7 separate regions of the Mus musculus genome follow, and regions 2, 3, 4, 5, 6 and 7 are each linked to region 1. Evidence: chromatin contacts called from public Hi-C, HiChIP or PLAC-seq and promoter capture Hi-C data. All regions are on one chromosome and are shown on one strand. The core of a region is the stretch at or near the end of the contact, and the rest is flanking DNA. Distances in the headings are between cores, read along the strand shown. Region 1 holds the start of Cln8 (CLN8 transmembrane ER and ERGIC protein). Region 2 holds the start of Tmco3 (transmembrane and coiled-coil domains 3). Region 3 holds the start of Tfdp1 (transcription factor Dp 1). Region 4 holds the start of Gas6 (growth arrest specific 6). Region 5 overlaps 1700029H14Rik (RIKEN cDNA 1700029H14 gene). Region 6 holds the start of Rasa3 (RAS p21 protein activator 3). Region 7 holds the start of Upf3a (UPF3 regulator of nonsense transcripts homolog A (yeast)).

What was found. Promoter capture Hi-C pulls out the DNA fragments that hold promoters and counts their contacts. A called contact is a pair of places that touch in the nucleus more often than the background predicts. HiChIP or PLAC-seq counts read pairs in DNA pulled down with a chosen protein or histone mark. Capture Hi-C pulls out chosen DNA fragments and counts their contacts.
Region 2: a promoter capture Hi-C map of adipose tissue shows a contact between it and region 1, with 4 times the contacts expected there. The contact joins the promoter of Tmco3 here to the promoter of Cln8 in region 1. A contact is called at or near these places in 8 of 39 promoter capture datasets (cranial neural crest, erythroid cells, hippocampal neurons and 4 more), 4 of 484 Hi-C or Micro-C datasets (CD4 T cells, CD8 T cells and erythroblasts), 1 of 115 datasets of contacts at active chromatin or transcription factors (astrocytes) and 2 of 9 other capture datasets (adipose tissue and embryonic stem cells).
Region 3: a contact with region 1 is called in an H3K27ac HiChIP or PLAC-seq map of extraembryonic endoderm stem cells, with 6 times the contacts expected there. The contact joins the promoter of Tfdp1 here to the promoter of Cln8 in region 1. A contact is called at or near these places in 2 of 115 datasets of contacts at active chromatin or transcription factors (embryonic stem cells and extraembryonic endoderm stem cells) and 1 of 9 other capture datasets (liver).
Region 4: a contact with region 1 is called in a promoter capture Hi-C map of embryonic stem cells, with 4 times the contacts expected there. The contact joins the promoter of Gas6 here to the promoter of Cln8 in region 1. A contact is called at or near these places in 12 of 39 promoter capture datasets (the 3T3-L1 cell line, 3T3-L1-derived adipocytes, cranial neural crest and 8 more) and 5 of 115 datasets of contacts at active chromatin or transcription factors (differentiating embryonic stem cells, epiblast stem cells, extraembryonic endoderm stem cells and 2 more).
Region 5: a contact with region 1 is called in an H3K27ac HiChIP or PLAC-seq map of embryonic stem cells, with 8 times the contacts expected there. The contact joins the enhancer-like site here to the promoter of Cln8 in region 1. A contact is called at or near these places in 3 of 39 promoter capture datasets (hippocampal neurons, pre-B cells and stem cell-derived epiblast-like cells), 4 of 115 datasets of contacts at active chromatin or transcription factors (astrocytes, embryonic stem cells and pancreatic cancer cells) and 2 of 9 other capture datasets (adipose tissue and liver).
Region 6: a contact with region 1 is called in a Hi-C map of uterus, with 10 times the contacts expected there. The contact joins the promoter of Rasa3 here to the promoter of Cln8 in region 1. A contact is called at or near these places in 3 of 39 promoter capture datasets (cranial neural crest, embryonic stem cells and liver), 2 of 484 Hi-C or Micro-C datasets (embryonic stem cells and uterus), 2 of 115 datasets of contacts at active chromatin or transcription factors (embryonic stem cells and large pre-B cells) and 1 of 9 other capture datasets (liver).
Region 7: a promoter capture Hi-C map of embryonic stem cells shows a contact between it and region 1, with 5 times the contacts expected there. The contact joins the promoter of Upf3a here to the promoter of Cln8 in region 1. A contact is called at or near these places in 15 of 39 promoter capture datasets (the 3T3-L1 cell line, the HPC-7 cell line, cranial neural crest and 9 more), 1 of 15 datasets of contacts at CTCF or cohesin (embryonic stem cells), 6 of 484 Hi-C or Micro-C datasets (the G1E-ER4 cell line, Th1 cells, cortical neurons and 2 more), 13 of 115 datasets of contacts at active chromatin or transcription factors (the NIH/3T3 cell line, T-cell acute lymphoblastic leukemia, bone marrow-derived macrophages and 6 more) and 3 of 9 other capture datasets (adipose tissue, embryonic stem cells and liver).

Annotation. Positions count from the first base shown.
Region 1 is chr8:14,886,843-14,890,625 of GRCm38.p6, forward strand. It overlaps Cln8 (CLN8 transmembrane ER and ERGIC protein), which reads left to right and starts at 1,694. Exons shown (of 3, transcript NM_012000.3): 1 at 1,694-2,276.
Region 2 is chr8:13,286,155-13,289,937 of GRCm38.p6, forward strand. It overlaps Tmco3 (transmembrane and coiled-coil domains 3), which reads left to right and starts at 1,859. Exons shown (of 13, transcript NM_172282.2): 1 at 1,859-2,233. It overlaps Dcun1d2 (DCN1, defective in cullin neddylation 1, domain containing 2 (S. cerevisiae)), which reads right to left and starts at 1,972. Exons shown (of 7, transcript NM_001024504.2): 1 at 1,650-1,972. The coding sequence starts at 1,652.
Region 3 is chr8:13,336,807-13,340,589 of GRCm38.p6, forward strand. Tfdp1 (transcription factor Dp 1) reads left to right here and starts at 1,945. Exons shown (of 12, transcript NM_001291765.1): 1 at 1,945-2,000; 2 at 2,859-2,933. The coding sequence starts at 2,922.
Region 4 is chr8:13,492,561-13,496,343 of GRCm38.p6, forward strand. Gas6 (growth arrest specific 6) reads right to left here and starts at 1,975. Exons shown (of 15, transcript NM_019521.2): 1 at 1,701-1,975; 2 at 1,286-1,452. The coding sequence starts at 1,779. It also overlaps a transcript of Tmem255b not described here.
Region 5 is chr8:13,547,012-13,550,794 of GRCm38.p6, forward strand. It overlaps 1700029H14Rik (RIKEN cDNA 1700029H14 gene), which reads right to left. Exons shown (of 9, transcript NM_025601.3): 9 at 3,711-3,783. Among named protein-coding and RNA genes, the nearest start is that of 1700029H14Rik, 14 kb to the right of the region's middle. Within about 2 kb of position 2,005, at least 105 of the 459 cell types and tissues checked have an H3K27ac peak or open chromatin away from gene starts, as enhancers often do. A contact at or near this core is called in adipose tissue, astrocytes, embryonic stem cells and 2 more, where this site is marked.
Region 6 is chr8:13,675,473-13,679,255 of GRCm38.p6, forward strand. It overlaps Rasa3 (RAS p21 protein activator 3), which reads right to left and starts at 2,115. Exons shown (of 24, transcript NM_009025.2): 1 at 1,921-2,115. The coding sequence starts at 1,975.
Region 7 is chr8:13,783,662-13,787,444 of GRCm38.p6, forward strand. It overlaps Upf3a (UPF3 regulator of nonsense transcripts homolog A (yeast)), which reads left to right and starts at 1,954. Exons shown (of 9, transcript NM_025924.2): 1 at 1,954-2,223; 2 at 2,486-2,592; 3 at 3,704-3,783. The coding sequence starts at 2,023. It overlaps Gm46032 (a long non-coding RNA gene), which reads right to left and starts at 1,395. Exons shown (of 2, transcript XR_001778519.2): 1 at 64-1,395.

The DNA of each region.
Region 1 (3,783 bases), core at 444-2,943:
CCCCCACTCCTTCTCTCTTTCAAATACCTGGCAAGAGAATTCTTATTGTCTACCTGCTAATGCCTTGTAAGAAAAAAATAATCTGTTTATTATTTTATTTGTGTGTATTTCTGGGCATGCCACACTGAACATTAATACCCAGGACTCGCATGGTAGAAAGAGATGTCTTCTTGAAGAAACAATGAAATATCGCAATGAGTACATTTTGCTACCAGGAAATGAGGGTTAAATTAACCCCCCCCCCCACCTCCATTAAAGTCATTCCAGTTTGCCTTCTCCAAACGGCCTATGACACAGTAACAGAGGGCAACTGCCTGAGACTAACAGTCGAGGTCATAGTGCCTGGGACAGGCAACTGTAACATCTGGATGGATGAGTGAGCTGTGTGGTGTGGGAACCTGACACAAGAGAGGCTTAAGGAGGGCTTAGAGGAGACATCCAGCCAGGCTGGCCAGATGGAAACAGTGCCTGGGGTGCAAACTTGCAGGTGATGATGCAGGAACTGCGGTCAGATAGGAAAGGTGTGTTTGTAAACAGTCTAACCCAGGCTGACCTTAAAATCAACTCCTTCCCTGAAGATGACCTTTAACCCCTGACCTTCCTATCTCCACCTGGCCAAAGGTCAGTATTACTAAACGCTGTTTACACACCCAGATCTCTCTTGTTATTTTGACACAGGGTTTCAAGCAGCTTAGGGTGGTCTTGAAACTATGTTATTGCTCATACCAGCCAAGTGGAAAAACTAAGGTGCCAACCATGGACTCTGGGGTGCACCAAATATTGATGAAACCTCAGGAAAATAACAGAACTTGAACGTCGGTGTAAAATCTTTGCTGTAAAGGGACCCTTATCACAAGTCACAGGGGCACAGGGCTGAAGTCACAGCTCATTAGCCATTCTATCCATCTTGTGTGATGTTTCTCAAAGGTATTTCTGCAGGTGGCCTGGTTAACTATGTTGCAATTCCTGGGTGTTCAGAGACAATATCAGAACCAGGAGGGTGGGTATGTACAGGACGCTATTCCTTCTAGTCTTTTAAACCAGCTATCTTGTTAATTATCAAGATATGGTATGATAAAGGGCTCTAGGGAGGACTCTGTTATGTGGCCACCTGTCTGCAATCCAGGGTAGGGTGGGCAATTGCCCTGTCTAGATAAGGGCCAGGCAATTGCAAGCACCTGACTAGCAGACATTGCACAAGGAGTGCTGAGGCCAGACGTGAATCCCGAGCCAGGTTGGTTTTCCTGCTATGCTAGGTAGATGAGGGTACTAAGTGCTGATTATCTGCTCAGAGAGAGGGGACTGATTCCGCACCTCTCACCGCTACCCTACCAGCCCCGCTTGGTTAGTAGGTACATGGAATGGGTCGGGAGGTCTTTGCTCTTCTCATAATGCTGGCTCTGAATTAGCTTCGGCTCTTAGCAGGAGCACAGGGTAGCTCTGCACACGCCTCACAGCCACCTTTTCCTAAGGGACCGTAAGCCCGAACTGTACTTGTGCAGACAGGAGCTGGTTACCACCGCCTGGAAGACAATGCTGCTGTAGCAAGGGACACAGTGCGGTCCATTTTGTCGGCCTGAGCAAGTTTTTCGACTCCATGCAGTCGCCTGGAGCTCTGGCAGCACCAACCAGGAGACGCGTGCGCTTGCGTTTCACCTCTGCGCTCTGACGTCAGAGGCCTTAGGGACTTAGGAAAGAGGGAAGGGACAGGGAGTGAAGGGGTGTACGTAGGAGGGTCTTGGGGGACGGTCCACACAGAGGATCGTGGAAGGTCAGTTGGGGTGGGGGTTGAGGAATTCCTCCACTGATCCCTCCGTACCACTCTTAAGGTCCCAGCACCAACTTGAGCTACGATAGTCAAATCTAGCATAGCGCGCTGCGAACTGTGTAGCCTGCTCCAGGCACCCCCATGGCGCTGGATGGGATGATCCTACCCCAACTCGTGCCCCCCGAGTCTACCTTGGTAGCGTCCTAGGGAGGCGAGGCTTAGGGCTTCAGCAGTGCGCGTGCGCAGTGGATAGTGTTTGCTCAGCGCGCGACACTGTCGTGGGTGATTTCTCCGGTGCTAGGGGCGGGATGGCCTGAAAGCGGGGTGCCCAGCTGAGGCGGGGACACAGATGGGCGTGGGGCCCTAGTCTCCAGTGCCACTCAGCGACCGGTATTCTATCTGGCTCCGGTCACGAGGTGTGTCTACGGCTCAGGAGCTCCTGGGACAGCGAGTCTAAGCAGCTGATGGACCAAGAGGCGGCGCCCCCCTTCTGCTCACCTGAATGCAGGTGAGACGTGAAGGGCACCCTGTATACACCTGCCTGCAGCAGCGCAGTCTTTGCTTGGCCACCCGAGGAGGAAGCATTCCATTTGGTGTATAGGTCCTGGGCCACCGTGGGCGCGGGTGGACGATTCAGACTGGGTCCGACTGGATAGGTCGACCTGGGTCGCAAGAGAACTTGGGGCAGCAAAGTGATGGACCACGGTCGCTGGGCTAGGTCTGTACAGTGCTAGGGGATGAGGAACTTGAGTGTGGATCATCATGGGACCAGAGGGTGAAAGGCGATGTTGGTCAGATCTCCGCGAGGTAGGACTGGGTGGTGTCAGCACTTAGTGAAGGGGAGCGGGAATAGGAAGGACCCCTAGCTCTCAGCACACCGTGGGAGGTCCTGGGGCTAGGGTGCTGCTGCCTTAGAAAAGGGTGCCTAAGCCCTTTTAGAAGGCTTTCAGAGTCGTCGGAATGACAGAGTAGGTGGCTGCTCCTAAGTACTGTTTGAATTCATGTCGGTATCGATATTTGTTTTCTGACCGTGTTTATGTATGAAATCTGTAGCTATACACTGGACTTGTTCCCGTGTTTTGTATTTTTTTATTTAAACTTTTCTCTAGGAAGAGTGGGAAAGGCTATGATTAAGGAAACCTCAGATATTCTGAAAATATGAGATTCCACTACACCCACCCAAGCTCTGGTAGACCCGCCCTAGCCTCTAGGTGCTAGTTGTTATGGAAACAAAGCTCCTAGACCTTGAAAGCTCTCCCTGTGCTATTCAGGACCGAATCTCTTCGGATAGTGAGAATCTGGAGAATCCGGCTAGGATAGTTAGTGGATAGGTAAATAAGTCCCAGTAGTGTTTCTCTTAGGCCACTGAGAACCACGTGGGACAGGATTAGTGAGGGGCATGCCCGATGTGCTGCAAAAGGCAAAGGCAGAGTAAACAGCTGCCGTGTGTTTATTCCTTTCTGTTAATAAAAAGGAAACGTTTTATCTAGAGAAAGACTGACTCAGCATGTGCCCCCAAACCCGTGGTATTGCTTAGGGCTCTCTCGGAGGAGAACGGGTTTCAGTTCTCTATTTCCAGGCTTATACGTTTTCTTTTCAGCTTTGTTAAGCATACATGTCTTTTGGCACTGGGAAAATACTTTGGCCAGCTGCCTGTGTGTGATTTCTGAAAGTGTTAGGAGAATCCTCGTGCCTACAGTCCATCTATTGCTCTATGATATGTCAAGGAAGGGTATCAGCCAGTGTGGGAGGGTACCTGCCTTGAGTAACCAGAGAGTGCCGAGCTAAGATGTGAGAGTCAGCATGCTAGTCACGCCCAGCTTAAGGCTGGGAAGGAAAGAGTCCAGATAACCATTTGACCTCAAGGTTTATTCACTACAGTGACAAGCATCAGTTCACAACACTGGCATGGTGACTCAGAAGCAGATGGCAGAGAGAGGCTCATAGGCAAGGCTCAGCACTCCAATGACAAGCCTCAGTCCACAACTCACGCATGGGGTACCCGATTCAGAAGT
Region 2 (3,783 bases), core at 609-3,108, 1.6 Mb before region 1:
TATGTGTCAGGAATGGAACTCAGATCCTCTGGAAAACAAGCAATTGGTGCTGAGCCAACAATTCAGGCTGGAGTGGCAGATTTTACTTTACGCTTTTGGTCAATTAAATTGCAATAAAATATTACACTTAGAAAAAAGACCATCAAGAAGAGACTAGCAGAACTCCTTCAGGGACAACCTTTTAGGGGGACATTCTCTGCCTAACAGTTCCAATGACTTATCTGCATCAATTTCAGATGTTTCAAAACTAAATTTACAGTAGACTGCTGCTAGAAGTGCCCGTAGCCACTGATTTATGTTTTCATAGTCTCCCACAGAGCTCAACACAGTTCCTCACATACAACAGCAGCTGTTTAGAATTGTTTCAGCAGGTGACAATCAGTAAAGAGATACAGGACAAGTGGACCTTCCAAACAACAGAAGCTGGTACGAAAAGTTTCATACACTTTATGTTATCTTGTGAAGAATAACACACAACCTAGGCACAAGAGTGCTCCCATATAAGATTTTAGAAAGCATCTGTAAAATGTCCTTCCACAGACACTTAGCAAAATACCTCCTCTTATGGTCAATTTCAAAGGGCTCATAGGACAAACATTTGCTCAAACAGATTTGCGGCCCACTACAGATTGACTGTGCTTTGCCATGTGCAAGCCTGGAAATGAGGGCATCAAGTCCAAGTGTTCCCAAATCTTGAGCCTCCCAACATTTCCTTCCCCAGTGACGTTCCTGTCCAAGAGCGCAGGTGAGTGGCTTGGCCGCTGAAGTCTGCTAGCAGCTGGTCAGAGGAGTCTTTCTGCAGCTCTTCTCCATTATTTCTTGATTTCTAGGTTCAAACCTTTTAGTTTTCCAGCCTCGTCCTTCTCGGTATTGGTTCCATCCCCTCTTCCCTCCCCAGGGTTCGGTCCTCAGTTCCCCTGTTTCCTCTACGCAAACCAAGCCAAGCCGACATCTCTCCCAGGACAGAGACAAAACTTGTCTTCCTCGGCTCCCATTCGCTTGCATCCTCTCGGAGCAAGGCTACCCCGAGACCCAAGGAATGGGACTGTCAGGCGTCCTCCCGCGGTCCAGGCCTTTGCACGGCTCTACTAGGCAAACCCTCCTCTACCTCCAGGGCGTCCAGTCGGTCCCTCCCCGCCTCCAGGATTCCCAGCCTGATCTCAGGAAGAGAGCGGGCGAGTAGGGGATATCCTCGCCGCGGCGAGAGCTGAGCGGATCGCAAACCATGCTAACCCCGCGGAGCCTTGCGCACCACCTTCCGGGGATCGCGTCCTTCCACCTCTTCCACAAACCTCCCCGGGCTGACGGCTTCAAAGCTCTGCCAGCTCCGCCCCAATCGGCGTCACTGTCCACTCAGAAGCGGGACGGCTCCGCCCAGCAGGCAGGTTGTCACCCGTCGCACAGCCCCGTCCCGCCCTCCGGTCCGGTCAGCACCCAGCTGACCCGGCGCCGCTGCCCTCCCCGGAGATCCAACTGGGCTCCTCACACCCCTCTTCACACCATGCTACTCCAAGTCAACCGCGCCCTCCCTCAACACCACGACGGGCACGCCCGGCCTCTCGGTTCGGTTATCCTAATGCCGCCACAGAGAGGTGACCTCCGCGCCCGGCTCTGGCCCGCACCTGCAGAGCGCAAAGCTAGCCACCTACCATGCTCCCCAAGGCTGCCGAAGCGACTTCAATTTTCTGCGCAAGCGCACGCCGCTCTTCCTCTGCGCAGGCGATTGCCGCGGCGGCTAGCAGCAGGCGCTCTGCGCAGGCGCAGTGTTCGAACGCTCCCTTCAGGTGACTGGGGGGGCTCGCTCCGTCTTCGGCTCTCCGCGTGCAGCGTGGACAGGCGCCCCTCAGCTCCGAGGCACAGCGTTTGGGTCACATCGTAACCTCTCTCGGAGGCTGTTGCTGTTCTGAGGCTCTTAGGCTTACGCACTCTCTGGAAGCTGGCTGGCCGGCCGGCTCCCGGGACTCCAGTTCCCGGCGTGCATCGCGCCGCGCGAAGGACGACGGAGCTGTCCATCGGCAGCCTGCTTAAAGGAGCCGCACCTACTTTCCAGCTGCGCGTCAGAAGCGCCTGAAGTAAGAAGAGGGCGGTGCCGTCCTCGGTGTCCTGGTCCCGAGGCCAGGAAAGAGATGAGGGCAATTCTTTGGCGGCCCTGAGGTTCGCTGCGTCGGGGAACTCTCGATCGGGGACAGTGATGCTGAGGTCGCATGTCCAGAGAGCGGCCTCCTCCATCGGGGTAAGCTCTGCAGCTGCGGGACTTCTGTCCTGAGATGCGCTCCACCGGGGTCCTCATCCGGGTTGCTCAATCCTGGCGACTCCTACCCGGGGCTCCTTCTTGGTTTGTCTCTTCCAAAGGGGATCCTTCCTAGGAGACTGCCTTTGTCTACTTTCCAGGGGGTGGAGGGTCTTTTCCTAGAAGTTCTTTCGGGGTATGGGGGAAGACAACCGTTTCCAAGACTTCACCTAAACTCGGAGGTTCAGCTCCCCGAGCCTCCCGTTTTTTTGTTCTTCCCTGTAATTTTTTGTAGTCTCTCTGTCCCGCCCCGTGAGGCTGCCCGCAGACAGCCTCTTCTTAAAGATAAACCTGGAAAGACGCCCCAAGATTGTCTCTTTCAATAAGGGATGTGGGTGCCCTGCAACACTTGACTTAAGCTTATACAGCCAGGGAGGTTGGCAGAGTCAACAATCAAACCAAGATGGTTTACACATTAATTTCTTAATTTAGGTGGTAAAACCAATCAAGTAAGTTGAAAGTGACAGGGAAGGTCACTCTGGCCCAGTGGGTTTAACCTCTCGTTTATTTATTGTCAGCATCCATCTCATCTTCCTGGGGTGCAATGTAGATTTGCTTACTTACCAGAGAAGTGTTTGCTACTGATGAAAGGGCCTCTTTCTTCATAGATCTTTTTCTCCTCCTTGGCTTCCCTAACTAAAAAAAGAACAAGCAGCTGGCTAGTGAGTAGGCTCTGTGTCTCCTCTCTTTGTGGATTTAAGTTGGCACCTCCTGAACAAATAAAGTAGCTATTTGAACAGCCCTTTGGGCACCACCAAGAAGCCATGGTTCATTGGTTCTAAGTCATATAGGCTGTTTGCTCTGCCTCTGTTTGACTTATCTTCCTTTGGTGCATGGCATCTTATTCCTCTTCTGTATTATATTCTCTATTTCTTTTTCCAAAGTAGTTTCAAGGATTGGCCGGCTACTGAAGTGCTTCATCTTTGGCAGCTACCTGTTATGTTCATGTGGGTACAGGTGCTCTTTTAAAATGTACTTTAGAGTTAAAATAGGCTTTGCTGATGGAAGAAGACACATTTAATCCCAGCACATGGGAGGCAGAGACTCAGATCTCTGCGAGTTTGAGGCCAGCTTAGTCTACATAGCTAATTCCAGGACAGCTAGGGCTGCATAGTAAGACTGCCTCAAAAATAGATAGGTAGGTAGATAGATAGATAGATAGATAGATAGATAGATAAATGAATGGATACATAGATAGATACATAGATAGAAAGATGAATGGATAGATAGATAGGCTTTAATTCAGTAATTTTTCCCATTGAGACTTTTCTTTGCTGTCTCATCCATTTCTCCTTTTTTATATCATCTTGTAGAGAGCAGAGCTCTACTTTGGAGGCTGAGGCAGGAGAAGCAGATGCTTGAAAGTAGCCTAGTTATGTAGTAGTAAACATTGTGTTTCAAAAATGGATTTGAGGGTTTTTTTTCTTCTTAATAAACTCATGACTGAGACTATAAGGCTGAATCACCACGCCTAGGAATTTATGTGATTCTTA
Region 3 (3,783 bases), core at 695-3,194, 1.5 Mb before region 1:
TTCTTCAGTCCTGGTGCGTGCTTTATCTTCTCTGAATGGCTTCCTATTTCTTCTGCCTGTCGTCCCATCGCCTCTGTGTGCTGCTGTGCGTGCCCTGTTCACTCTTCAGAGTCCCCCTTGCCGCTGCCACCACTCCGCTGACGTTCTGTCCTTTATTTCTTCATGCTACCAGTCTAGCTTGTAGAAATAATAATAAAAAAATTGTGTAACATCACTTGAGAGAAGTTTCTATTGGACAAAAGATTCTCCCAACTCACTGAAAAGGTGAGTCAAATAGCTTGTTTATATAGTCAGAAATGGGGTGTGGGAAGGATGTTTGCACCAGTCACAGTCTTTCTGCTTGGCCAGTAGAGATGCTTCCCTCCCCCTCCCCCTGAACCCCTCATCCCCCAACCCCAAATTCTGGGTGAAAACTGCTACTAGAGCTTACCAGAGCTTGTGATGGCAAAGAGTCTAGTGCAAGCTATTGACACACTCATGCCTTGGGTATTTCTGGTGCAAGCTATTGACACACTCATGCCTTGGGTATTTCTGGTGCAAGCTATTGACACACTCATGCCTTGGGTATTTCTGGTGCAAGCTATTGACACACTCATGCCTGGGTATCGCCTCTTCTGCTTCAGCAATAAGCAGCTGTGGTTGCAGGGCTGCTTCCTCAAAGCCGCTGAGCAGTGTTCAAACAGGACAGCTGCTGGCGGACAGTTCGGCCAGATGCTAAAGAAGGGCTGTTGGGCTGAGTCATGGGACTGAGGCAGCCAGGTAACGGAGAAAGATCTGTCAGTTTGGGAGTCAAATTGACCTTTCCTCCAGAATAAAATCCGGTCACTCACATTAACAGTTTTCTGATAGTACTTAACTTTGCCCTGCTCTTCAGTCCCATATTCTTGGGAAACGTTGTGTCATTTTATCTGAACCATTTGGACTGATTTGTGAGCCCCAGCCTATTCTCCTCCCAGGCTCTCCAGCTTTAGTCTTAAAGAAGTGGCCTCTAAGATGGACTGAGTCTTCAAGGCTCAGGGTCTACCAGACCCCTCTTGGGATGAAGCAGAAGGTTTCTGAAGTGAAAGGCGCAAATGCATACACACCTGATTAACAGGCTGTTTCCTGCCCTGAATCACTGACAGCCCAGGCTCAGGGCATGTGGCTGTGGAGGTCAGTAGTTGAGCAGAGGTGGGGGATCTTGTCTCTGTATTGTTCAGTATGCATCCGAACAGTCTTTACTTTGTTCTGTGTAAATGAACAAGATTCTTCTCCCTGTGTGCACATGCAGGTACTTTAAAGCACTCTCAGAACTGACCTCTTTTTTCTCATGTGTACACACACGCCTGCTTTTTTTCAGTGCGCAGACATTAACATAGGTTTCCATATGTTTGCACAGAGGGTTCTCTTCTGTATATATGTTCAGGCGTGCACACACGACTGATACTCCATGTACACACACGTGTATACAGTCAGACTCTGCATATCCACAGGTGTGCACACACATGATCCTTTCCCTACGTGTGCATGCAGGTATGGCACACACCACATTCTTTTCACCGTTGGCGCGCGTGGTACACGCGCACACACAGAGCCAAACACGTGGCCCTCTACTCCCTGCGCATGCACACAGATATGCATACAGTTGGCCCTTGGTGTACACACACACACACATACACACACACACACACACACACACACACACACACACACACACACACAGAGGCGCGCACACACGTGGCCTCTCTCCGAGCGCACATGGAGACGCGCGCAGCGCTGTTCGGCGTCGGCGGTCTCCAGCCGGGTCCCGCCGCACGCGCACGCGCGCGCAGGCCCCGCCCCTCTCCCAGGGCGGGTAGCACCGGCGAGAGGCGCGGGAGATGAGCGGCGGGAGGAGGAGGAGGAGGAGGAGGGCGCCGAAGGCGCGAAAAGGCGCGCAGGCGCGCTGCGCGCAGCGGGCCCGCCGCCGCCCACGTCACCGCGCCGCGCGCACGTCACGCCGGCCCGACGCTCGGCCCAGGGTGAGCCCGCGTCCCGGCGCCGCTGGCTCAGGGCAGGGACCGCCAGGGCCGGACCTCCGGGCCGGCGCCTCCGCGCCCCCGTCGTCCGCCCCGCGCGCCCCGCCGGCCAGCCAGGTGTGGCGGGGGCACCGGCCGGTCGCGGCGGGAGGGCGCAGGCTGGGCGCGCGGCCCCGTTCCCGCCCCAGCCCGGTTCCCGCGTCCGGTCGCATCCCGCCCGCCGCCCAGCCTCAGCTGGAGTCGGCCTCGACGCGGCGTGGCGTGGGCGGCGGGCAGGGGTCCTGGCCACCCTCCGGCTCTGTCCGCGCCAGGGCGCGGGGCTGGTGGCTGGGCCTAGTGACAGGTGGGGCGAGCGGGCGGGCGGCCGGGAGCCCACCTGTCAGAGTGGTCGGCGGCCCCTCGGGGTCTTGGGCAGCCCGGGGTGGGGGGTGCCCGCCGCGGCCCGGGCGGAGCCACGCAGTGTCGTGTGCCCAAGTGGGGGGCCTTGTGCCTCGGCGGGGCCTGTGGTCAGGCGGGGCCCGCGTGCCCAGGTGGGGTGAGCCTGACGGCTGCGCGTCGCTCAGCCAAGGGTCCGGGGTCTGGCCCCGCTGCCGGTGGGAGCTGCTGGTGCCCGCAGGGAGCATTTCCATTTAGAGAGGTGACTTAAAATCCCCGTGTGGGACCTGCTTGGCTAGCTCTCCTGTCGGGATTGTGCAAGAAAGGCCCCTGCTGCCTGGAGGCCTGCCTCTGCCTCGTGCTGGTGGGGAGATGTTTCCTTTGAAATGCGATGTGCGTTAAATTTCTTCTCATTCTCATTCATTATTCATCCCCTCCCTTTTTTTCTTTTCTTTCTTTCTTTCTTTTTTTTTTTTTTTTAACCAGATAAGTACGGTTTCTTCTGTGGAGGGTACGCAGTTAAAGCCTTGATTTCCTGGATCTGGTAACATGGCAAAAGATGTAAGTATGGTCGCTGCATGCTGCAGACATGTTGGCACAGCTCGTTGCAGTTTTCTCCCTTTATTTGAGAGTGGCCATACGTGTGTGGCAGTGGGTTGGCCAAGACATTTTACAGGCAGGAGCTGGGATGGAGATGAGGGATGATGGCGAGAGTCGTTAGGTGGGTGTCTCCCCTCTGCACAAATGGTCTTTGTCATCCGAAGCGTGACACGTTTTTTTTTTCTTTTTTGTTTTTTTTTTCGTGGTTTGATGATGATGTCTTGATTTTTTTTTCTTTATCTAAACTGCTTAAATAAAATAAAAAAATTAATACATCTCTCAGTTATGAGTGTGTGAGAGGGTGTTGTTTGTTAGTGGGTTTCCACACAGGAGAGCTGTCAACATGGAACTTACACTGTACTAGTTTTATGTAGTACGTAAGACCGTAATCCAGCTTTGATGGATTGAATCCCAACTACTTGTTTGGGCACATTTTTCTCAGAAAGATGACATTTGGTGATTAATGAAACACCGTGGAAATGCTGGTTGGTTTAGCTTCATATTTATCACGAAGCTACCGAGCGTTTTGAAGTTTTTTTGGGAAACAGGTATGGACAATTAGGTTTTAAGGCTGTAAATACAGTCTGTATTGTTGGTCACATACATACATTTTTGCAGTATTGCTTTAACTCCCTCCAACACTGATCGTGTCCGTTCCAGTGTTCCTCAGTGTCCACTGTTCTGTGACTGTTAGATTCATGCCTTTTCTGTGCAGCCCTGGAAATGCAGGCAGACATGCCGCATCAGCTAGAGTTGTGCCCAGGTGTAGCGGAACCGTGGTGCAGGTGCGGAGTCCTGTCCTGACTGGCCC
Region 4 (3,783 bases), core at 725-3,224, 1.4 Mb before region 1:
AACAGAGAAGCAGCAGCAAGGGTAGAAAAAGATCAGCCATCTGCCCCATCCTGCTGTAGATGCCTGGGGCAGCACCATGGTGAGGGGAGGGTGGGAGGTGGGGTGGGGGAGGGGGGAGCAGGGGTGGGGCACAGCTTGTCACCTGATCTTGGCTTCCACACTGGGTAACAGTGCCAAAGCAGCTATGGTGACACTCAACAGCTGTAGCACCGCTATCAGGAAAGCAGCTTTGACAGGGATTGTCCAGTCAGCCGATTAGACACAAGTCAAAGCAAAGGCCCCAATGGCTCACACAGCGCCATCCTAACATCATGTGATCCTTACTTCACCCCAGAAGAATTCTTTGAAGGGAAAATGCCAGCGGAACCCAACATTGTGAAACCATACCGATTTGGCAGGTGTTGGGGGGGGGAGTGGGGGGGGGGCTCTGCATCACTACGGAGACCCGTGGGCCAGTCCAGATCTCAATCAACCTCACGCATGCCCTACGCTGGGGTGTGTTCCCCTCATGAATCCACTCAGCCCCCACGCGCACCTTCTGGGGAGAGTCCTGTGCATACATAGGCTGCTGGCTGCAGTTGGCTGTACGCCTGCTCCATTCCCCAAGGACATTATTAATAGAAGTTTGTCCTGGGCCAGCACAGCCCTTGCAGAGGCAGGTGCCGGCCCTCTTCCTCACGTTGCTCCCCACCCGCCCGTATGCATGTTCTTAGCACAATTCCAGCCATCGTATTTTTGGACCTGCTGCAGCAAGCAATTCCAGCTTTGAGATCTTTCAATTCCTCTTTCAGGAAAACCCTGGGTCCCTCCGGAGGAAGACCAAAGAGGAGCCCCACCCCTCACCTCCAATCCAATAAAGGGACTGGCAGTCTTAGGAAGCCTTTGAGTTTCAAATCACTGCGGATTTTTCCCACGGGTACTTTCTTTTCGAGGGTAGGGGAAGATTTAGTTTCAGAGTCTACTGAAGGGATCTCAGTGGAGCCCACTCAAGGATACGCTTTCTACTCCTGAAGAGGAGAGGACTTGTGGGTCAACTGAGAAACTTGGGCTCAAGAATGGAGAAGTGCAAGGGGGTGCGAAGAAGGCTCAGTGTCTAAGAGTTCTGGGGTGCACGTGGTGGTGCGGTCCACACAAGGATCCTTACATCTCCAGAAAGGATGTTTGGGATTCGACAGTCCCCGGGTCTCCTGGACCCTCACAGGGTGGGAGTCGGAACTTGCGGCCCCCAAAAGTATGGGTTCTGGGACGCCCAGGACCCACCCCGCGACCCCTGGCGCACGCTCACCGTCTCGGGGTCGTTCTCGAACACCTCTCTGGCCTCCTCTTTGCTGCACACCTCCTCCACGCACTCCCGTTCCAGGTGGCCCTGCTTGGCCTCCTCGAAGACTTGGTAGGCGCGGCGCTGCCTGGGCCGCAGAAACTGCGCCGCCTCACGCGCCCGCAACAGCACAGCTGCAGAAAGAAGGGTGTACGGTCAACCTACACCCACTCGGGGCTGGAATGTAGGGGGTCTGGGATGCTGGGGATCGTAATGCCTGTGTGTCTGGGATGCTCCGGGTCCGTGATGCCTAGAGCTCAGAGGTCCGGGGACAGGATGCCAGGGTGTCTGGGGTACCCGGCACCAGGATGCTGCGCCGGGGTACAGGCCTGGAGCCCCACACCACGGGGTAGTGGGTTTGGGGGACCCCTGCGGTACTCACTGTGAGAAGACTCGGAAGCCAGCAGGAGCAGCAGAAGCGCAGTGCCCAGGGCGGCGGCGGGCCCGGGCGGTGGCGGCATGGCGAGGCCGGTGCCGGGGAGCCTAGCAGCCGGGAGCGTGCGGTCAGAGCACCCGGGAGGCTGAAGCGAGGCGCGGACGCCGCGAGACACGGGCTCCGGTCATCCTGGCTAAGCGACGGTGAAGGTCACATCCCTGCGGCGGCAGCGCCGCACCCGGCGCTCGCTGCGGTTCTGGGCCGTGAAGGAGGCAGCGGGTGAGGGCGGGGCTTAGGGCGGGTGGGGGTGGGGCCTAGTGTGAGTAGGGCGGGGCCTTTGGGGGCGGGGCCGAGCTGGGTGAGGCAAGGCAGGCTGACTGGTTCGACTCCAGTATCCTCAAAATTTCACTGCTAGAATGCGGTAAAATGAAAGGAGAATTGTATCTGGGCATCTGCCCAGGTACAATTTGACCGTTTTCTATCCTCCTCTGCAGACATCGTTTTCGGAATCTTCATTCTTGGGCACATTTTCTAAAGAGATGCAACATCCACTAAGGAAACAATAACTGTGGCCACACCCAGTGGCGTGGAGGTCCACGGTGCAAGATGTTATTCCCTCTGAAATCTGATTTCCACACCACAGGCTGAAAGCAGCATTGTGTATTTTCCAGTACCAAAGCTTTCTGGCTCTTGTCTCAGGGCACTTTGCAAGGTCATAGATGCACACACACACACACACACACACACACACACACACACCTTGCAGACCAATCACAGAATGCAGATATGCAGCAGCCTGCCAAAACCCAATAGGGTAGATGTTCCTGAGACATCCTTACCTCAGCATTTTGATAGAAAAGGATAAGGAGTCACCCTCCCCCTCTTTTCTGGGTGAATGCAACCCAGATTCTTGGGAGCACACAAGGTCAATACTGGTGGAATTCTTCTTTAAGGTCATCCGTTTGAAGGTGGGGCTAACAAATATCTTAATTTCAGAGAAATGACTGCCATGGGAATCATCTTGAAAGGGAATTAAAAATTGGATAAGCTGTGCCTGCTTCCAGACCAGAATCACGGCACTCCCAGGAAACCAAGCCAAGAACTTCAGAAGCCAGAGAGCACCCCGAATTTCCTAAGGCTGCCCCAGGCCTACAGACACCATGTGCTTGGAATGAATATTTGCCGTATTAATTTTCTGCTCTTTCTTAAGAAGGAACACTGTTTTCAAAAGTGGTGTTGGTTATTCACGAACACTCATTCCAAGCCAAGTAGAGGTCCGCCATTTCTGAAGGTTCTGAGGAACGGGCATGGGTGGAGGTCAGGTGGTTTGCATGTCTGCAGTTGCTGCTGCCTGTACACCTGTGGAAGGTTGGAGGAAAGATGATTTGATTTTTCTAGTTACTTGAATCCCTTCCTCCCCCCTCCCCCCATGAGAGACAGCTTCTCTGGCTTCTATGGTGTGGTCGTGACTCAGACAACCAGGACCCAGCACCACCTCAGCTCGATGGAGTTATCCAGATCTTTTGGCTTCCTTTAGCCTTGACCTCAGTCTCCCCTACATTCCCAGTGCATTCTTTCTGCTGGGCATCCCAGTAAAGATGCCTCACATTATACAGACCGTTGGTTTAATGAAGAGAGAGCATCCTCCTGGATTTGGCTTAGAAAACAGAGCAAAGAGGAAGCAAATGTGGAGGGAAGTGGAAGGCTGGATGGAGGGCACTCAACCGAGTCATCAACACAAACAAACAACAAACAAAACAAATGAAACAAACAAACAAACAAACAAACAATTCCCTTTCCAAGGCAGCCATGGGAAACCTGTAAGAAACGACCCGGGTAAATATTTCACATTTGAAGTGCCCTGCAATGGAAATGGTGAGGCTCAGCCCCACAGGGCAGGAGGTTGGAGCCATCTGGGGTGTTGCGAATGATCTGGCTACAGAAAGGAAAGCTGGTTGCTTCTCTTGTCAGGAATAAGCTCAGGTGGGCTGTGGAGATTGGGTGGAAGCATTGTGTCTGGATGGAACCAGTTCTGCACAGTCCCCAAGGCCACTTCTCTGTGCAATACACTTGAACTGAGATTGCTCTT
Region 5 (3,783 bases), core at 755-3,254, 1.3 Mb before region 1:
GCTTACTGGCTTGCTTCTCATGGCTTGCTGGGCCTGATTTCTTATAGAACCCGGAACCACCAGCTCAGGGATGGCCCCACCCACGATGGGCTGGACTCTCCCCAATCAATCACTAAGAAAATGGCTCACAGCTGAATCTCAAGGCAGCATTTTCTCAATTGGTTCCCTGCTTTCCCGTGACTCCAGATTGTGTCAAGTTGACCCAAAACTAGCCAGCACTCCCGAGACTCCATTTGCAGTACAAACGAAGAGTCAGGTTGTCTCTGCCCCTGGTTTAGCATTTAAGACCACCTGTCCCTTACCTCTGAGAGGCATCGTCTCATAACTCGTTTAAAATTTAAAAAGACACTGAATAAACTCATCAAATTGGCACTGTAGAAGTAAACACATGTATTAAAATCATACCAACTCAATGGGCCCGTAGTAGACACCTTAAGTCAGCAACGCATCAGTGGGAGGGTCACCTGCTTGTCACCTGCGCATTCTGTAAAAGAACTGAGAGGACTTGAGTGCCTAACAGTCTCAGGAGCTGAATTCATCTCTGCCTGCTCACCACAGCTGGTATGGAATACTCAACTCACCTTGTTTCCTCATTGTCTGGAGCCAGTTCTATACTTTGTATCCATGGCTTCCGGTTCCACACCTGGTCAGGCAGCTAAACTCTGCTCCAGAAGTTTGCTTCAACCCCAGTGCCCTCAACAGACCTCCACCCGGTGTGTCACAATCTAATCCTGCAGAGACTCTGCAGCTGCCTAAGACAAACCTCCTCACCCGCCGGTTCAACAAATCTCTATCTTCAGAAATATTTACGATGCATAACAGTAGCAAAATTATAGTTATTTAGTAGCAACGAAAATAAGCTTATGGTTAAGAGTCACCACAACATGTGGAACTGTATTAAAGGGTCACAGCGTTAGGAAATTTGAGACCTCTCAGTGAGGATTCTTTTAGCTGCTTGAGCTCTTAACACTTGGTAGCCTGTGACCTACACTTCTACATGATAGCGATATGTTCAGTGAGTGATATGTAATGTGTAATTTGAAGGTATTTGTAAGTAAGATTGGAATAAGGTCTGGAAAGATGGCTCAGCCATTAGAAACGCATAGAGAGGATCCTTGCAGAGGAGTTGAGTTCTGTCGCCAACACCCATGTCAGTGGCTTTCTTTAGATCCCCTGTCCTATATCCATGATGTTAATTTTAATAAACTTCTTGCCCAAAAGAACATTCCATGTCAGGGTGTCCCAATCTCAAAACTGAGATCTTTCACTGTGTTCCTGGGGTAGCACACTCATGGCAAACAGAGAGTTCAGGGGACCCCCTTCCTGGAGGACAGTGCCACCTAGAGTCTATAGCTGCTGGGCTCCCTGCTCTCCATCTGCCAGCCGGAGGTTGTGGGACCAAGGAAGGACCTAGTATCCCTTGACCCCCATGCATGCATGGAGTGACGTCCTTGTCGGTTCACCCTGCTCACTGTGGCCATCCTGTCAGTGGATGTTTGGCCTAAAACACTAATCATGTTCTTGGCTGCAGACATTCAAGGTGTTTCCCAGTCAGAGTGTCTGAGCTGCAGACTGGGGTGGGGGGGGGGGGTGGGGGAGACGGAACAGCATTTCACAAAGCCAGCTGTGAGACACATCCCTCCATATCTGGAAAGAAAAATTACCTTCTCCTGGTTACTTGGGAAACTACAAGCCATACTAAGCAGATGCTGAGCCAGGCTAACGTAAGGACCTGCAGAGTCGTGACCCTCAAGCCCTGGCGGGTACCCTGCAGGGTGGTGAGTTCTGCGGCTCGGGCTTCCTCTAACTCCTGTCCATTCTAGGTCTAACTAGCATTTCAGGTCCCCTTTTTGTTCCTGGAATCTGTGACTGTTCCCACCTCAGGCAGGAAACTTGGCAGCAAACTCGGGAGGATCAGCCAGCCAGTCCTCAGAGGACCCGAGTGGGAGGCGAGGCAGGCAGGCTTGTGGAGAGAGCAGCTCTGGGAGAGCTGCATGCAGGCATGTCTCAGCATGCCTGGGCCTGCCCCACAACCTGGTTCTGCAGAGCCGCTGACTGGGGACTTTCCCTGAGGCGGCTCTCAATCCGGAGGCTCCCCTCTTTCCCAGGGACAGACAGACACGGGACTTGGGGAACTTTGTTGCCAAGTTGCCTGGATGCCGGGGGTGGGGTAGGAGACGAAGGTGGAAGACTGAGCTCACAGTCAGACTGACCAGATATGGAACTGTGTTGTGAAGTGGCTCAACCTTGAGAGCTTGGTGTTTCCCCAGGGACTTATGCCCTCTCATCCACCCTCAGACAGCCTGGGGCTATGCCGAGGCTGAACTCTTTAGCCTCAGGCTAGTTGAGGCCACAGATAGGAACCCGAAGGATGGCACTGTTAGCCCTAGAAAATGAGCTGGTAGAGTAGACAGGGACTCCCTGGGAACAGATGCGTTGGGTTGGGAGGGGCACTAGTTTCATGGGCGAGGTTTCTTTGGAAGCAAGGGTTCTTGAATGTGGGATGGAGGCCCTTGGAGAAGGAAGTCTTCCCCATCATGGGCGCTGAGAGAAGAGCTAGATCTTTCCCCAGGACTGGATGGGTTATGAGAGGGGCCCAAGTTGTCTTGAAAGATCATCAACTCAGGAGAAGGGGTGGGGAGAGCCTGTCGGTACCCCGTGAGGATGTATCTCCACCCCAGTGCTGCTCAATCTCTGGGCTCTGCCTCAGCTTCCTGTCCTCTCCCTGTGCCTCAGTTTCTCCATCTGTAAAGCAGGGGTCACCCTTGAAGATGCCTTAAGCTTTGTTAGACCCAAACAAGATGGCTGAAACTGGGGGCTCCTTCACTGAGACAGCTTGTCTTAACCTTATAGAACATTTGCTCGCCCCTGGGGAGGCTCCTGATGCCACAGGTCACTTTTGTCAGCTGCGGTCACAGGGTGCTGAGCTCTGAAAATGTCCCCCAAAGCTAAGCTCACACAGGGAAGATGCTGAGAAAGTTGTTGGAATTCAGATAAGACCCACCTACTGGAGCCTCAGTGCACCCCTAACTCCCTAGCAAACTCCCCAGGTGTCCCTACCCAGGAGAATGATGGGTGCCATTCTTATTTCCCATGAAGCTTACAGGTTGCCAGACTCCAGGACATCAAATGGACCATACTAGGCTACACCTTTTCATGTCCCTAAAGTTGCATGCTCTTTCCGGCTATGCAAGACTCCTCGCCACTTCAGCCTCACAGTAGGGAGTAACACAGTCTGACTGCCTGGGAACTTCCCATTCCTCTACACCTGTAAGAGGGGACCGCCCAGACTCCGCCTCATGGGCTAGAGTGCTTATTAGAGCCCATCTGTCTATCAAAGCAGCCACCCATGATACTATGTCTGTAGATGCACCAGTTAACTCTTCTAAGCAACTTCCTGCCACAAAGGACGAGCTGCCCAGTGGCCCTAGGACTTTCTCAGCCTTTCAAACGTGAGCCTGAATTCCATCAGGACCATCCTGGAACCTGGACCCAGCTTGGGTTCTCTGCAGGCACATATCCTGAACTCCCGTCAGTTATGAACCCAATAGGACGTTGCTCTGGGTGGGGGAGGCAGCAGACCCTCTCACCCCATCCTAAGCCTTCTTGTGACCATGGCAACCCCAGAAGCCCATGAAGGTCAAGCTTCAGCCACCCCACCCTCCATTCAGTGGACTCACTATGGCTACCATGTCCTTGATGAGTCCAGGTACTTAGGCCTCAGATGTTTGAGGAATTGTTTTGCTTTGATTGGTGTTATGTGGGGTCACATGGAAAGGTGAT
Region 6 (3,783 bases), core at 865-3,364, 1.2 Mb before region 1:
CAAGCAGGGCAGCCAAGAAACATCAAACCCAATCCAGTTGCTACCGATGTTTTCTGCATTCCAAAAGGCGAACCCAACACACATCTGTGCTCAGACACAGAAGGCAGGATCTATCTGCAGAGCTATGTTCCCTGCATACTCCATCCAGAGAGGGCAGGATCTATCTGCAGAGCTACTATGTTCCCTGCATACGCCATCCGGAGAGCACAGGGCCACCCCTCTTGAGCAGCCCTGCAGGTAAATACTCTTGAGAAAAAAAATGATGAGGAAAGATAAGGCAGAGACGCCTCTACCCAACCTCACTCACTGCCACCATCCCCCTATGCAGTCAGAGGCAATGAAGGCTCCAATCATACCCTTATTCAACGTCTAGCAACGGAGGAGGGACCTTCTGACTTGTCCCCTCTGCTGCTCCCCTAGTGAAGACCCGATTCCGGCAGACAGACTGAAGTCTTTCCTTCCCTCCTGTCTTATTTACTATGTCATTCTGGAAAAGAAATCCTCTTTGTTTGAATGGAACTAAAACCTTTCCCTGTGTGCACAGTAGCCGATGCTAGGATTGAAGCAAGCACACTGTACTGAAAGGGAAAGAAAGTCTTGGACCCTTCTCACCAACTGACCTGATTCTGCCCCAGCAGTATTCCACAGCAACCTCCCCAGATCCTTGAGCAAAAGGGCACAGCACCCCTGGAGCCTGGTGGACTCACTTGGTCAGAGGATCTGGCTGAAGGAAACTGAAGCTGGCCACCCTCACACAAGTAGTCTTTGCCCACAGAGGACAGAAAGCAGCCCCTTTCCTCAGATGGAAACTGACAGCAATTCCAGGCATAAGAGCAAGAGAAATCCCTCCCGTGCCCTCTGCTCCAGCCCAAACACCACATGCTCTCCGCAGCGCTTCTGAACCAAAGATCAAACTGTCTCGGGCGATGATTCAAAAGCAAAATAAAGCGGACAGGAAGCAACACGCTGATTGCGAGTAGCTGGCATTCTTCAGACAGCATCGAATGTCATCAACAACTGACACCAGGCTGTGACTGTTGCCACCCACTAGGGGCCTTTTCACATGGGAACAGGCCAGTAATGTGGGGCGCAGTTCAGAGGGAAAAGACTACAGGGACGGTGCACTAGGACCCAGAATTCCTTCCAAGAAAATTGGCCCCTGCCCAGTGTGTTAATGACTTGATGTGTAACGGTCACTTCAGAAAACCACTGTAAGGAAGTAGACTCACACGTCACTCACAAGATAAAAAACAACTGGGAAAAACGAAATCTCCAGGTTAAAAAAAAAAAAATCAGGAAGTCCTCTCCAGGTCTCTCCAGTTCCACTTCACTCCCCGTTCCTAGCGTTGCTGCCGAAGTCCCGACCAGCCCAGAGCAGCCTGAATGCCAGGCCTGCCGGCCACAGCTCCCACGGCCAGTTCTCAATGAAAGGAGGGGGAGGTGCTGGTGGCTCCATCACCAGGCCTGCAGCGCGCAGACACCACACACACACACACACACACACACACACACACACGGTCGCGCGCGTGCACGGCCTCGAAGCCTGCAGCAGCCGAAAAGGTGAAGGGGCGCCCCCTCCTTGGGAAATAAGTTCCTGCGCACAACTGTGGAGAGGACACCAGGAGACTGACATCAGTAGACCCGATCCCTGAAGTGGGAGCACCCAGACGGATCCGCGCGTGCTCGTGCATGTAAAGTCAGGCGCCTGGGATCTGGAGCGGTGCTGCGCACACGGACACACGCAGGCAACCACGCGCGCTCACTCCCACAAACAGACGCCCCCTGATACAGGTCCCTCCTCCCCCGCAATGCCACGGAGAACCGGGCAGTCTAGGCGGAGAAACACGAGGAGCCGGTCCAGCCCGGCCGGATACCAAGAACAGGGGTCTGGGGAGTTGCCCACGCCACCGCGGTCCTCACCAATCTTGATCCTCACGCTCTGGAAGACCCGCAGTCCCTCTTCCTCCACCGCCATGCTGCTTGTCGACCTCGCCAACGCGCGAGGGCCCGGCAGCGCGGCCGCAGAAGGGGGACAAGACAGGGGAAGAAGCCGGCAGACGGAGCCGAGCTGCGGATGCCCCCAGAGCCCCGCGCGCTGCGGTCCGCGCTCTGACCGGGTGCACCGCCTCGCGCCCTTCCATTGGCAGAGCTCGGGGGCGGGGCTGCGGGCGCCTTCCTTCGCCAGAGCCCCGATCTTCATTGGCTAAGGCTCTGCATGGGGTGGGGTAGTACGACTCCGCCTACTGTCAAACACTGCATTCCATTGGTCGGGTCTGTAAGGAGGCGGAGGCGGACTCTAAGGCGGGATCGGAAGGGACTTGCCTTGGAGTGCCCCTGAAGCGGTCCCTCTTCACAGCCCTCGCTGGTCCGGTCTCTCTGGACCTGGGACAAAGAGAGATCGTGAGTATTGATCTGTGTTTTGACCGCCAGGTCCCGTAAGACCGACTCGCACTTAAAATCTAAAAAGCTATATTCAAACAAAAGGTATGAAAGGAAAAGATTTCCTCTAGCCCCAGCTTCAGCGACTGAGAAAAGTGACACCTGCCGATCGCTCTGGAGAAATCAGAAGGTGATATGCTGTCAAAGTGAGGGCAAGTGGACCCTGTGCCCAGCAAGCAGTCCCTGCTTACCCTGTGGTGTGCTTGGGCAGCCTCAACGCGGCCCTTGAATTTAGCATTCCAGAACCTTCAAACCTGGTGCTTACTGGCAATTTGATTGGTATGCAACTTTAGAATTGTTGTATCTCTACAACGATACTGTGAGGTCCTATCCCCGATCCCTCCACTAAGTTTTTCCTGCAGCTGGCATAACTCCCAGCTTTCCTAGAGGGCCAAGAGCTCTAGTCCCTCGTTCCTTATAGTAGTCACAGAAGTGTCTCCCAGAGGCCCTGGTGGGTGGGGAGTGGCGGTAGAGATAGCCTCTGCAGTGGGTTTGAAGGAGGCCTGCCTTTCGGTAGGACTGAAAACGGAAGTGGCATCGCTTGAGGAGTCAGGAGGCTAGGTCATTGATACACCAACTGAAAGGTGTGACACAAAAATCCCTTGGTGCTATACGGTAGCTCTCTCACCAGCAGCCAAAGAGCAGAAATACAGTGTATAGGCAGGACACCCAGGAAGGTGCTGGAACTCCAGAGAAGCTGATTTGGAACCCTCCAGAAGCTGCTGTGCCATAGACAGGCTCTGACTGGGAAGAGAGGGAGCCGCTCTGGGTTAACACATCTAAAACCCTGAATCTCCGGCTCAGGAACTCAGCTTAGTGGTAGAGAACTTGGGTAGGAGGCACATGACTGGACAGGGATGGGGGTGGTGGTGGGGAAGGACACAAAATCACCAAAAGACTGCTTTAGCTGGGCTGCTGTACTGTGATAAAGCACCATGACCAAAAACAACTTGGAAACCATAAATAAATAAATAAATAAATAAATAAATAAGATGGGGAGGGGAGAGGTGGTGATCTCAGTGCAGGAGACAGAGACTGGCAGATCTCTGGATTCAAGACCAGCCAGATCTGCAGAGTAAGTTTGAAGACAGCCAGAAGTACACAGAGAAACCCTGTAGTAGACCCTTCTCCAACAAAAGGACTTGGGGAGGAATTGGTTTATTTTCCTCAGAGTTCATCATCAAGTCAAGGCAGGAACCTGGATGCAAGGACTGACAGAAGCAGAAGCCACTGGAGAGCGCTACTTATTGCCTTGTCTGTTGGCTTGTGCAGCCTTCTTTCTTACCCACTCCAGACCACCTGACCAAGACTGGCACTTCCCACAGGGACAGATGCCCGTAGAAG
Region 7 (3,783 bases), core at 704-3,203, 1.1 Mb before region 1:
GGATCAAAACAAAAGCAAAATCCAGTAATGTAAATAATTTATAATCTAATGTCTGGGACTTACTCATGATCTTCCGGGCTCCAGGGGACTTGGGCAGCTCCATGTCTCAGGCTGGCTCTGCCATCCACAACTCACAGCTTGTCTGGTAGGCTTAAGTAGGCTCCACTCCTCACCTGACATGGTCCTGCAGTCCTAGCATCTCCAGCATGCTGGAGTTTCTACTGCCTCTCCTGGCTCTTTCCAGTTTCAATCTCAGCTCATTTCTGTGACCTCTTAAATCTTGCAGCGTTCATGCCTACACAATCAGTTCCACTATGTGGGGTACACATTACCAAGTCAGGTTTCCTGCTTGAGATAGCCTTGACTGCATCTGGACTGCAGTGTCTGTGTGCTGACCTTTAGGAAGTATATCCAGAAAATTGCACTTTGATGATGCTGGTCTTATTAATCACAACTGATTCTTCATCCCCAGCTAACCATCATTATTTGTCCCAATAAAGGTAGATTCTTAATCCAAATATCACAAGAACATCCCTGGTATCCCTCTGATACTTCATAATGTCTCTCTTCTTTCAATGGTATCTTTCATGTTTCCACAACTCATTACACTCTGAACACTGACCAAAAGCAACTTGTGGGAGGAAGAGATTTAGTTCCTCTTCTAGCTCTCTGGTCACATCCCTCAGTGAGGGAAATCAGAGAAGAAATTCAAGTAGGAGTTTGGAGGCAAGAACTAGCAGGGCCACAGAGAATGCTTATTGGCTTTATTACAAGCAAGGTCCAACTGCTGTGGGACCCTTTCACGTCCATTAGTCAAGAAACTGTTCCACAGGCCAATCTGATGAAAATAATGCCTCAACTCTTTCCTCTTCACAACCAAGTGACTATTTTGAGTCAAGCTGACATAAACTAACCAGCAGTTTGCCAGACAGGTGAAAGGGTGTTGGGTCAGGCACACAGGAGGACAGTCAATGGCTTTATCTTTAAGGGGGCAAAAGCCAGCCCGAGATAATTTTGGCTCCAAGCTTGTAATGTTCCAACTTTCTTCCATTGTGAAGTTACTATCCATCGACCTTGTACTATCTTAACAACTGGGTATGGGTTGGTTTTTCCTGACAACTCGTCGTCCACATTTTTATCAGCCTCTCACACGTGTGTTTTCTTCCTAATAAAGGTTAAGAGGCTATCAGAACTTCTGGTCAGTGTAACTGGTTATTCCAAACTGAGCTGGTTCAAGTGATGGGCTCAGTCCTAGCTTTCTTTGCAACACGAAATACTGGAAAACCGCTCTTGCCCAGGCTTTTATAGAACTCTCGATGTTTGAGGCCTGTTTGACGCAGACCTAAACGGTTTTGAGTCTTTGGCTTATTTAAAACGTCACATTTCAGGAGTGCCACGATCGATTTCTGAAAATCTCTCATTCTCCTTTACCATTAACGTAGGGAGAATGGTGCTATACATCATTGAGCACATGGGAAAACTGTATTGTTCGTATATCTGCTACAAATAAAATAAAAATAAAAAGCCAGACGCCTTTAATCCCAGGAGGCAGAGGATCTCTGAGCTCCAGGAGAGCCAGGTCTACAGAGTGAGTTCCAGGACAATCAAGGCTACACAAAGCCCTGTCTCAACAGAGAAAACGTGTAGGAGGGAGGCGGAGGGCAGAGTGGGGCGAGGAGAGCGACGGGTTTACTTTCGGTACTGTCCCAGTGACTCCGGGTGGACCGGGGGCTCCCAGTCCCCACCGCAGGTCAGCAGCGCACGGGACGTCCGGAGTGAGCATCTGCTCTCCGCGTGGCTGGCAGCACCGATCTCCTTCACCGTCGCCGCCGTTCTAGGACGTCCGCTGTCTTTTAAAAACTGCCGCGCTGCCCCCTACAGGCGCGGGCCAGCATTGGCACCGCCCCTTCCCTGTCAGGGCCGGGGAGGGGACACTGAACACCGAATTCCAAGGGAGGGGCTGCCTAGTCCTCGCGAGGCTTCGTTCTCGCGGAGGTGGCGGCGGCCGGCCGGCCGGTGGGGATGCGCTCGGAAGAGGGGGCCGGAGGCTTAGGCGCAGCCCTGGCTGCGCGGGGCCCGAGCTGGAGGGAGAAACTATCGAGCTCAGAGACCCACTGCCGCCGCGAGTCACCGCGGAAGGAGTCGGCGGCGCCTCCGGCCCCGACCCTAAGTGAGAGCGGGGCCGGCAAGCCTCGCGAGGAGAAGAGGACAGCCCTGAGCAAGGTGGGGGCGGGGCCCGCAAGTCTCGCGAGAGGACGGCTTCTAAGCCCCCCGGTGGGCGGGGCTTGGGGAGGGCGGGGCGGGTTGTTCATCTCAGGGGCGGAGCCTAGTCTCCGAAGTGATGCGGGCTGTTGCGAGCAGTCTGGACTAGGATTAGCGAGTCGGGGTGGAGCTGGGGAGCCGCGGTCCCCCGAGCTCCGGGGAACCTCAGGCTGAGTGGGCGTGGCGGGCGGCAGCACCTGAGTGAACGCAATGGTCATCCCAGGTGGTCCTCCGGCGTCTGCCCCCGGGCCTCACCAAAGAGCAGCTGGAAGAGCAACTGCGCCCCCTGCCGGCGCACGATTACTTCGAGGTGGTGGCTGCGGACCTCAGGTGAGGGCTGCTGCGGGACACCCACTGGTGAAGGATGGAGGACCCCGCGGGCGCTCGCAGTTGCAGTCCCCTCCCAGCTGTCAGTGCACGCCCACGTTAGGAGCGGGCAAGTCACCTCGTCAGCCCGTTACCATGCCTTCCTCGGCGTAGCTTTTAATAAACTGTATGATGAGCAAAACCGGACTGCATCCCTTACACACGTTGAGTCTGGAGTGTTTTCCCTAGTGAGGGACCAGTAACTGAGCCCTGAGAAGTGGAATCTCTCATTGCTTGCACCACCACCCAGCCAGAAGGTTCCCTGCCTGTGGGGATGCGAGCAACGCAGGGCTGACCTAAGCAGCAGATGTCAGTGCCACAGGAATTCGTGGGTTTTCCACGATACTTATTTTTATATCCTTTTATGGTATTCTTTCTCATTTGTGTCATATACGCTTTCCTTTGGGATACCAATTTTGTTTTGTTATTTTTTTTAAAGTCTATTCTAATAAAAATATGAATAATTAAATGGGTATCCTTTGAAAAACCACAGGTGGTTTTCAGGTGGCTGAAGTTTAGAAAAATGGCTAAAAGAACAGTGTGCAATTACTCGGTGTGCAATTCCGGTCCCAGCTTGTAACTTGCACCCTCTGTACGAACAACAGATTTCTCTAAACTTCTGTATTCTTTGTGAAATGGAATGGAATCGTTCCTACCTGTGAAAAGAGTTGTGTGTGAGACGGGGAGAATGATTTAGTTTTTCCTTGGTACGTGGTCTGACACCCATTCAAAATACAGCATGTCATCCATGAAGGAGCCTAGACAAGTCTCGTTCTTGTTCAGATGTACCAGAAATGGCTCTAAAAGTACCCATGGCATGGTGACTTCTGGAGTCTAGTATTTTACCCTTGGCTCTGTACAGAAGAGGCGGTCCTGGATAATTAAGGCTTCAGTTAATGGTTGCTTTATCTTCGGGGTGTTTTGTTTTGTTTTGTTTTTTTGCTAAGGAATATCCAAATTGTTAAAATTTACTGAGACGTGATTCTCGGGCATGAAAAAGTATTTGCTTATTCATAGGAGATAAGGCAGAATCAAGGGCCGTCCGTTTTACTAACCACTGTTGCCTCGGTTTCAGCCTTTATCCTCATGTCTACTCCAGAGCATACATTAATTTTAGGAACCCTGATGACATCCTGCTGTTCAGAGACCGTTTTG